3 separate regions of the Mus musculus genome follow, and regions 2 and 3 are each linked to region 1. The links are chromatin contacts, called in public Hi-C and promoter capture Hi-C maps. All regions are on one chromosome and are shown on one strand. The core of a region is the stretch at or near the end of the contact, and the rest is flanking DNA. Distances in the headings are between cores, read along the strand shown.

Region 1 (2,897 bases), core at 200-2,699:
GCTGCACAAAGGAATGTGGCTGCTTTGGTGACTAGTGCTCCTTTCCCCAGGCTGACAGATTCCACCCCCCCCCCCCCCAACCCCTGCCTGAGCCTCCCACGTCTGCAGAGCACGTGCAAACTCAGCTCATGGTTCTTATCTGCTGGTGATGCAGGACGGACCCCTTGATGGTGGAGACGCCCACCCAGTGACTTGCAGACCTTGCAACCTCTGGCTCTTTGCTTTGTCTGTTACAAATAACTCCAAGTCCATTAGAAAACATGAATTGACCCAGCTGTGTGCATAAAAAGTCTTGCGATAGAGTTGTTTTGGGCCAAGGAGAAATCTGTAGTTTCCTGACGGTGGGGGCAGAGCTCTGCCGCATGCATCCTTAAACGCGCAATAGGAAAGTAATAGAAACTGGTGAGGACCACTCAAGAAAAAAGAAAAAAGAAAAAAAAAATAGAGGCGAGGAGGAGACAGAAACAGGACTCTAAGTCGACGGGCTTAGAAAGGCAACATGATAAATACCTTCCTTCTGAGATTCCTTGGCAAGGACTGGCCCCTACCAGGAAATCTTGTAGGATTTGGCTCACAGTTGAATATCTTAATTTTATCTATTAGTCTTAGACTCATTCTTGTGCCTATATTTCTGCCTCAGAACACACCACTCTCTAGAAGGAGACTACACCAGCTTAATAAAATTATGTTACATGGCACTAGTTATATTAATAAATCTTGTTAATATCGATAAAGCCAGGTTCTAAGCAACATATGCCTGAAGTCCTTCTATTATACACTGATATGAAGATTCAGTGTTCTTCAGTCTCGTGAGCTGCCCAACGTGAGATGTGAGTGTTTCTCTAGGAGCGTTAGTGAGTACTGATCAAACCCCCAGAGCAGTTGGAGTTTTGCTTTCATAGTGAGAACTCCTAAGGATTCCCAAACTTTACAAACTAATAAATCTACAGAAATCCCACTGACTAAACCTATAAAAATCTCCAGGTAGTTTAAACAAATATATATATATATATATATATATATATATATATATTATGTATAAAGAAACTAGATCACTTAGAGAGAGAGAGAGAGAGAGAGAGAGAGAGAGAGAGAGAGAGAGAGAAGATCTAGTTAGGAAATCCAGCACACAACATGCCCTCCCCGAAAGCAAGCAGTGGGCATGAGAACGGTGCCCCAGAGCCCAGAGGATCCCAACTGAGATGCTCAAAGCATGACGTTTAGCAAGCCTGACCCCTAATTGCTGAGTTCCACTAAAAATTACTAAAGTTAAAGCAATTAGTGAAGAAAACAATGATCTTTCAGCGTAATCTCAAACGACGTTAGGAATAAGATAAAACTTTGAAAGGAAAGACCCCTAGATTTAAAGACTTCCTAACAAATACTTACAGTTCAAAAGGGTTGGGCAGAACCGGTCCTGTGGTCTGGGGTTGAGTCTTACTACAAATAGAGAGACTCCGAGGAAAGGAGGAGGTATCAACCCCGTGGAGGGTGGGGTAGGGGTGGGCTGGAGTACAAAGAGCAATGTCCTGTGCTCTGATTGGCTGTGGTAATCCAGGCACCAAAAGCCATCTCTTACCAAATAGGGTTTTCCTCCTTACAATTCCAAGGGCTAACCTCTAAGGTCTCGGTGGAAAGGAGAGGGTGTGGTTCCCCTGATTAGCTACCTGCCTGACAAAGCTCTCCGAGTCTCACACCTTATTTTCCTCTTTTAACCTAAGAAACCAGAAGGCACTTGGGGACCTGGAGTTCCAGGCCCGCTCAGACTGTCCTTGAGTGTGTCTCTCTAGAGTTCTGGCTATCCCAGAGCTCAGTTTGTAGGATGGTCTCAAACTCTCAGAGACCCATCTGCCTCTGCCTCCTGTGGCTGGGATTAAAGACATGCACCACCATGCCGGGCTTCTGATCAGATCTTTCTCCTCCGTCTTTTCTTCCTCCCCCCCCCCCTTTCTTTTCCTCCCTGAGGCATTAGGGACTGAACCCAGGGCCAGTGCATTTTAGGTGAGAGCTCTATTATTGACCTACCTCTGTCCCCCAATATTGCTATATTGCTTTGGTTTCTGTAACAGACTGAACACTTTATGTTAGTTATGTTATGTTATGCTTTATGTTAGGCGTGATTTTTATTATTTTATTTTTTATCTGTCGTAGTTGTCATCACCATCACCTTCTCCCACCCCATCTCTCTGTGGTGTGTGTCTGAACATACATGTCAGCATCTGAGGATCACAGCAGGCATGTGGAGGTCAGGGGACAGGAGGACAGCTTTGGGAAGTCTCTTCTCTCCTCCTGTTGAAGCTGCCTTGTCTCTTGTTCCCACTGTGCTGCACAGCTGTGAGCTTCCAAGCAATTCTCCTGCCTCCACCCCCCACCCAGTCTCTCGTAGGAGTTCTGGGATTACAGTTATGAGCCTCTGTATCAGTATGTATGTATGTATGTATGTATGTATGTATGTATGTATGTATGCATTTTGTAGATTCCAGGGGTCAAACTGAGATTGTCAGTATTTTTTTCTCCCACTCTTTAAAAAAAAAATTAAATTTAGTTTTATGTGTGTAGGTGTGTTTTGCTTGTGTGCGTGCCTGTGCACCGTGTATGTACATGTGTGCCTGATGCCCACAGAGGCCAGAAGAAGGTGTTGGATCCCCCAACTGAACCTCTGTAACACTGAAGTTACAGATGGCTATTAACCACCATGTGGGTGCTGGGAACCACATCCGCTCTCTGGCAGAGCAGCCAGCATTCTTAACTGCTGGACCATCTCTCCAGCTCAAGGATCCGGTTTTAGCTGCAAGTGCCTTTGACTCCTGGGCCCGTAGGCATGGTTCTTAATGCTTTTTAAAATATTTGCCTTATGATCCTGAAGGGTGGTATTATTGCCTCTACTTGATTGAGGC
Region 2 (2,897 bases), core at 162-2,661, 230 kb after region 1:
CAAACAAAAGAAACAAGTCCAGAGAGTTGCTCTGACTTGCCTAAACAGTACTGCTGGCTTATTATGGGATATCAGGATGCTAAGAAACATTTTTTTAAAAGTCAGAACAGGATCTCACCTTACTGAGGCTACACACTCCTGATCCTCCTGCCTGTTTCCTGAATGCCTCACCATGCCTGGTTTTAGGAGGTGTTGGGATCAAACCCAGGGTGTTGGGCATTCTAAGCAAACATTCTGTCAACTCAGATACATCCCCCAAGGGGTGATACTGGAATTCTAAATTATTTATTCTGGTGCTGCCATGTGAGCCCAGGGCCTGCCCCAGGCTCCGCTGCTGAACCTAACCGCCCAGTCTTTGGCATTTTAATTCTTAAACCTATGCTAAAGCACTTAAGAATGAAAGAACAGTAACTCTCTCCAAGATTCAATAGATGCTTCTGATAACTGTGGTAATTCCGGCCCAGGCACTAACGTAGAAGCTGGTCTGCTACAAAATCATGATTGTGCCATTAGACACTACAATGTTCCACTAGACACTACAATGAAATTCTGTTCTGAACTTGGAATTGAGACAGTCATGTGCACACTCATGTATGGTGGCTTACAGAACAGAGATGTAAACTGGGAGGTGATAATTATTTATTGAGTCACAACTTTAGTCTCTCAACTTCCCTGGACTCACTTACCGTTGTAAAAGTCTACATAATATGGCTAGTTTAATAACGTAACTAGCAATTAATGGGTCATCAATAAAAATGTTTTATCAGTAAAGTAGAGCCGAGCCATTTGGAAGGCTAGCTTTCTCTCTGTCAAGCCAGTTAATTGCCCCGTGAATACTTTTTATGACAGGGGATGGAAGGAGCATGTAGGTTTGACATCTACCTAGAAGTCGGGGGTTTAAGCAGTGTCTCCCAAGTGATGGAGATAAAAGGATAACAAAGGTGAGAGAGCGAGCTAAGGCTACTCATGATGTGCACCTGGGAAGAAGGCGGTTTCACCTCCCGCGCAGCCGTGCCCGGGGCGGGACACGCGGTTGCCACCGCAGCCCCTGGGATGACAGGACCGGGCGAGTCAACGGGGATGCGGGGACTCAGCAGGGCTGTACCTGGGCGTGCTCCGGGCTCCCGGTTTTCCGGCGGCGGCTCCCGGCTGCAGCTTCGTCCTCCGTGTCCTCGGCAGGCTGGAGCTCGGCCGGGGTCGGGGAGGCACGGAGGTTCTCCAGGTTGCCGCGGTTCCTTTTGCGGACAGACACCCGCCGGCGGATGCGGGGACAGCCGTCCTCCATGACAACGGCCCAGAGTCCCTGCGACAGCCGCCCTGGGTGCAGCCCGGAGCCGGTGGCGCCGTTCTGGAGACAGCAGGTGACCCAGCATCAGCTTTCCATCCCTCAGCAGCGCAGCCCCGGGTCACGTGACTTCCGGCCCGGGAAGCGCGGGAAGATAAAGGTGCAGTGCATTGAAACCCGGGCCGCGTTCGCGCCGGAACCTTTGCGTCGAATCCCGGGCAGACAGGGGAAGAGCACCAGAAAGGACCTGTCGGGGCGCTTAGGGAAATAGAAAGGAAGAGGAAGGGCGGAGAACCATGGCCGCTCTGGTTGCTCTGTGCAGTGGTATAGGGAGGAAGAATTTGACAACCGCGGCTGGCTGCTTCACGGATCGCGGAACTCAAGCAGGTAAAACGTCCGGCATAGCATTATAGCCGCTGATTGTCGGTGGGGTCCTCGCCGTTAGCAAAATGACTATTTCAATAGAACTAGGTTTGAGATAAGTGGGAGGCTCGAGTCATCGTAGACTAGTTTCCTAGAGCTGAAGAGGACTTTGAGGTGTAGTCAACCACTTTACCCCGTTACTTATTCACTTTACAAAAACCTATCGCCCCGACTCCTCAATAAGACTTTCTGGACACTTGTTGGCTGTGGTTCTCTTGCATCTGTTTCCATCCGCTGCTTGGACGAAGCCTCTCAGGAAACAGTTATGCTATCTAGGCTCCTGTCTCCAAGGTGTAGTCAACTCTTTTTTTGTTTGTTTGTTTTATGCTTCTTTGTCAATGTCTTGAATCTTTTTATTTCTCCTTTGGAATGACAGTACCATTCTGTTGTTTCTGTACATATTTGAATTTCAATCCGTAACTGTAGAAATGAGAAAGAATTTATAGGAGAGGAAGTATATATGTCCTTTATCCAAAGCCTTTGGAACCGCTCATTTTGAGTCCTATTATGTCCCAAATCTAACAGGTTGCTAACTAATCATTGAAAAGAATGTTTGATATTGTGCCCTTTGATTATCTAGCATCTTTAAAAACGTAAATCTTGGTTAGATATGCAGCGAATGAAAACAATTGTGTTGTCGCCATTTTCTCTTTAGTTTCTGTGATTTGGAGACGATGTTTTTCACAGTTTGAACAGGTAACCAGCAATGAGGACCTGGTAAGATTTCGTTTTCTTTTTTTAAAGAAGACATTATTTTATTATTTGTATGTATGTGGGGGAGGGGAGTTGTGGAAGCCAGAAGAGGGCATTGGATTCTCCTGGAGCTGGAACGAGGTGGTCGTGAGCCACTGGGTGTGGGTGCTGGGATTCAAACCCTGTACTTAGTAACATTAGGGAGTACTTTTAACCACTGACACCTATCCAGCCCCAGGTCCCCCTCCCCCCATATTACTAATTCATTTCCAAATTCAGCCTAATTTTTAATATTTGGAATTCAATTATAGGACAAAATAATGGTTATCTTTTATTGACTATAGTCACTTGTGTTTTGTAGAGAATTCCTAGATTCAGTCTGTAATGTATTCTTCTTCATAGATATTAAATATAAGGATACATGATTTGAGAATATCTAAATATAGCTTCGGTGGGTAGGATAATTGTAGGTAATAGAAACCTGACAGGCTACCTT
Region 3 (2,897 bases), core at 220-2,719, 150 kb after region 1:
GCGATCGAAGTCTAGGCCTTTGACAATGGTGACAGAATGGGCTGGTGAAGATGTAGTCAGCTGAGTGTGGTGGCCCTCAAGAGGCAGGGAGATCAAAAGTTCAAGGTCAGCCTTCAATAGTGGTTACACAATGTCAAAAACAACAAAGGACGTGGTCATCTCTGGAGGCTCCCAAGTTTAGAAGGCCTATGACTGTGCCTGAGCCTTTCATCTTGGGGACAGTCTGCACTCACGGAACAGGGGCCAGAGATGTGGTTCCTGCAGTTGATGAGGCAGCCTCCGCTCTGCACCCTCATCTTGGAGAATCGTGCCTCTATGGTGTTTTTATTAGCATATATTAATTATACATAATAATGGGGTTTCGTCACGACATCTTCAAATGTGTATAAAGTGTATTTTTGGTCATATTCTCTCCTGTCTGTCCCACTGACCTCTATCATTTTCCCAGTCAGTCAGTCAGTCAGTCTCCGGCTCCTTTCTCCATCTCTCTCTCTCCTCCCTCCACTCCTATTCAGTCCAGTCTACCCTCAAACTTGCTACGTTGCTAAAGATCGCCGTTAACTCCTGATCCTCCTACACCTACTTCCCAAGTGCCAGTCTGCAAGTGTGTGCCCATGCCAGGGATTACACAGCTCTGGGGATGGATGCAGGTCTTCTTGCATGCGAGGTACACAGTCCATTAACTGTATCACACCCAGCCCAGTAATGTTTAAATGCTTAAAAGGCAGCAAGATGAATAATGGTTCTTCTCCATAGAGGCTTTTCCTATCTTTTCTTTCTTCCTCTTTTAAATCAAAACTTCCTAACAGAGTTTAAGGGACACCAGCTTACTGGTCTTACACTGAAGCAAAATTCAAAGGCTCCAGACAAAGTGCTAAGGTTTATGACAGCTTCGTTTGTTTTGTTTTTGTTTTCCTCCAAATTTCCACTTCATACCTGGACCTGGCTGGTGCCCAGGCAACAAGCGCTGAGTAAATGAATCAGGAAAAGTCTTTTGAGGGGTGAGTGCACACAGGAGGGAGGCTCCAGAGAGCAAACACAAAGTTGTTTGAGCGAAGAGAGTGGCTGGCCCTCGCGAGTGTGATTGGACAGGCGAGGGGGAGCCGAGGACAGACGAAGGGACAGAACCTAGGGGCTGCACTTACCCCAGGAAGGTGAGGAAGCGCGGGTCGGTGGCCAGGCTGGCGTCGATGGTGATGGACAGGAACGAGGGACTCACGCTTCGGAGCGGCCGCTTGGTGTAAAACTCCAAGTCTACCACGTCGTCGGTCGGCGCGGTCCCCGCGGGGGCGCCCTGGGCCAGGGCACCGAGCGGCCCCCAGAGCCACAGCAGCAGCAGCCTCAGCATCCCACCTGGCTGGACCGCCCGCTGCCGGGAGAGCTGGGGCAGCCGGCGCGCTGGCTCAAGCCCCCTGCAACCGGTCCTGCTTCGCCTCTGGCGCCAGGACTCAGTACCCTCCCACAGCGCTCCATCCCTCCCACCCCTCCCGGGAGTCCCTCCCTAGCGCCCTCCCCTCCCCGCCCTCCCCTCCTCGCTCTCTTTCATTTCCGTGCTGGCTTTCCCCTCCGCCGCGGTCACGTCCACTTTTGAAATCATCCACACCCATCCAAAGGGTGCGGAGGTGGCCAGAATCCAAGATCCTCGGAGGCCTGGGGAGGGAGCGCCCGGGAGCCGCGCAGGGGTGGGACCAGCTTCCTGGTGTCCTGCGCACTCTGTCACCTTTTCTAGGTCCCATCCATTTGGCGCCAGGACTAGACCCTGAGTTAAAAGCCCCGGTTGAGGGTTCAGCCAGACCCTACCCCGACTCCCTTCTGCCTTAAGACACTGGTCACTTGAGCCTGCCCAAATCTGACCGAGCTAGGATGTCCTCTGCCCAGGATCTCAGGTATCTCTTTGTCGCTTGAAAAACCTGATCCGAGCATTGGCTAAAATGCAACTAGAAATCGGTCCTTGCACGGGGGTGGTGGTGATGGTGGTGGGGACCCTGTTTTTAAAGCAGTATTATGAAAACAGTATTTGGGAGAGCCTGCCTAAGAGTTGCTCTGAGGCTTGGCCAACCGCTAAAACCCAGCAAGAAGCCCCCAAGCAACTACCCTTGGAATCCTGAGCAACCCCTCCCCCAAACCCATCTTTTGCGGTTGCTGCAACTTTTGTTTTCCCTTGACATTTTACACTGGTATATAATGATAGCAAACAAGTGCTGAAGCTTGTGTGTGTGTGTGTGTGTGTGTGTGTGTGTGTGTTACCATGAAAGAAGCTTGAACCATGCTACACACACACACACACACACACACACACACACTCACACACACCAATCTGCCCAAGCATCAGCGCTAGCTGAACTCAGGTGTACAAGGCCAAGCAGATGGCAGCCTGTCTCTGCTGCTTTGCAGTCCCCTTGAGGAAGCTTTCCTGAGCTTCCAGGCAGCTGAGGCTCCCCAGTGTGAGGTCTCACCACACATTTCACATAGCACACACAGCAAGCATCCTCCCAGTATCCTCCATGTTAGAACTGTCTACACTTGTGATGTTGCTCATTGCTTGCTCACCTTATCTCTGGGCTTAAAAAGTCCTCCGAAGCAGAGATGGGGCCTGTGGGATACCCATGGCAGAGATGGGGCCTGTGGGATACCCATGGCATGCTCATACGTGGTACTGTGCTTGGTCTTTAGTAGGTAATCCATTCATATTTACTGAGTAAGCCAATGACACTTACATTTTTCCGTTTAGATTGCACCAACAGCAAAGCAATAAATAATAACGAATTTTTAATGAAATGTATATCTAATCTGCACCCATCTGTCTGTCTGGGTGATTTAAAAATTACCTGCCTAGTTAATGCTTTGACCTGCATTGAGTTGATATGCTATAGCCATAGGATGTAAAAAGAAAATTG

Evidence for each region. Hi-C and Micro-C count contacts between places; a contact is called where the count stands out from the background. Capture Hi-C pulls out chosen DNA fragments and counts their contacts.
Region 2: a Hi-C map of embryonic fibroblasts shows a contact between it and region 1, with 2.8 times the contacts expected there. The contact joins the promoter of Helq here to the promoter of Plac8 in region 1. A contact is called at or near these places in 6 of 39 promoter capture datasets (the C10 cell line, the HPC-7 cell line, HPC-7-derived erythroid cells and 2 more), 13 of 484 Hi-C or Micro-C datasets (the AML12 cell line, B cells, the BV-2 cell line and 9 more), 3 of 115 datasets of contacts at active chromatin or transcription factors (the 230-238 cell line, extraembryonic endoderm stem cells and pro-B cells) and 3 of 9 other capture datasets (adipose tissue, liver and pancreatic islet).
Region 3: a contact with region 1 is called in a promoter capture Hi-C map of liver. The contact joins the promoter of Hpse here to the promoter of Plac8 in region 1. A contact is called at or near these places in 4 of 39 promoter capture datasets (the C10 cell line, the HPC-7 cell line, hematopoietic stem and progenitor cells and 1 more), 2 of 484 Hi-C or Micro-C datasets (centroblasts and embryonic fibroblasts), 5 of 115 datasets of contacts at active chromatin or transcription factors (bone marrow-derived macrophages, effector CD8 T cells, embryonic stem cells and 2 more) and 3 of 9 other capture datasets (adipose tissue, liver and pancreatic islet).

The regions. Positions count from the first base shown.
Region 1 is chr5:100,570,756-100,573,652 of GRCm38.p6, forward strand. It overlaps Plac8 (placenta-specific 8), which reads right to left and starts at 1,450. Exons shown (of 5, transcript NM_139198.3): 1 at 1,390-1,450.
Region 2 is chr5:100,797,189-100,800,085 of GRCm38.p6, forward strand. It overlaps Helq (helicase, POLQ-like), which reads right to left and starts at 1,412. Exons shown (of 18, transcript NM_001081107.1): 1 at 1,106-1,412. The coding sequence starts at 1,285. Mrps18c (mitochondrial ribosomal protein S18C) reads left to right here and starts at 1,571. Exons shown (of 6, transcript NM_026826.1): 1 at 1,571-1,672; 2 at 2,364-2,425. The coding sequence starts at 1,582.
Region 3 is chr5:100,718,247-100,721,143 of GRCm38.p6, forward strand. It overlaps Hpse (heparanase), which reads right to left and starts at 1,470. Exons shown (of 12, transcript NM_152803.5): 1 at 1,146-1,470. The coding sequence starts at 1,348.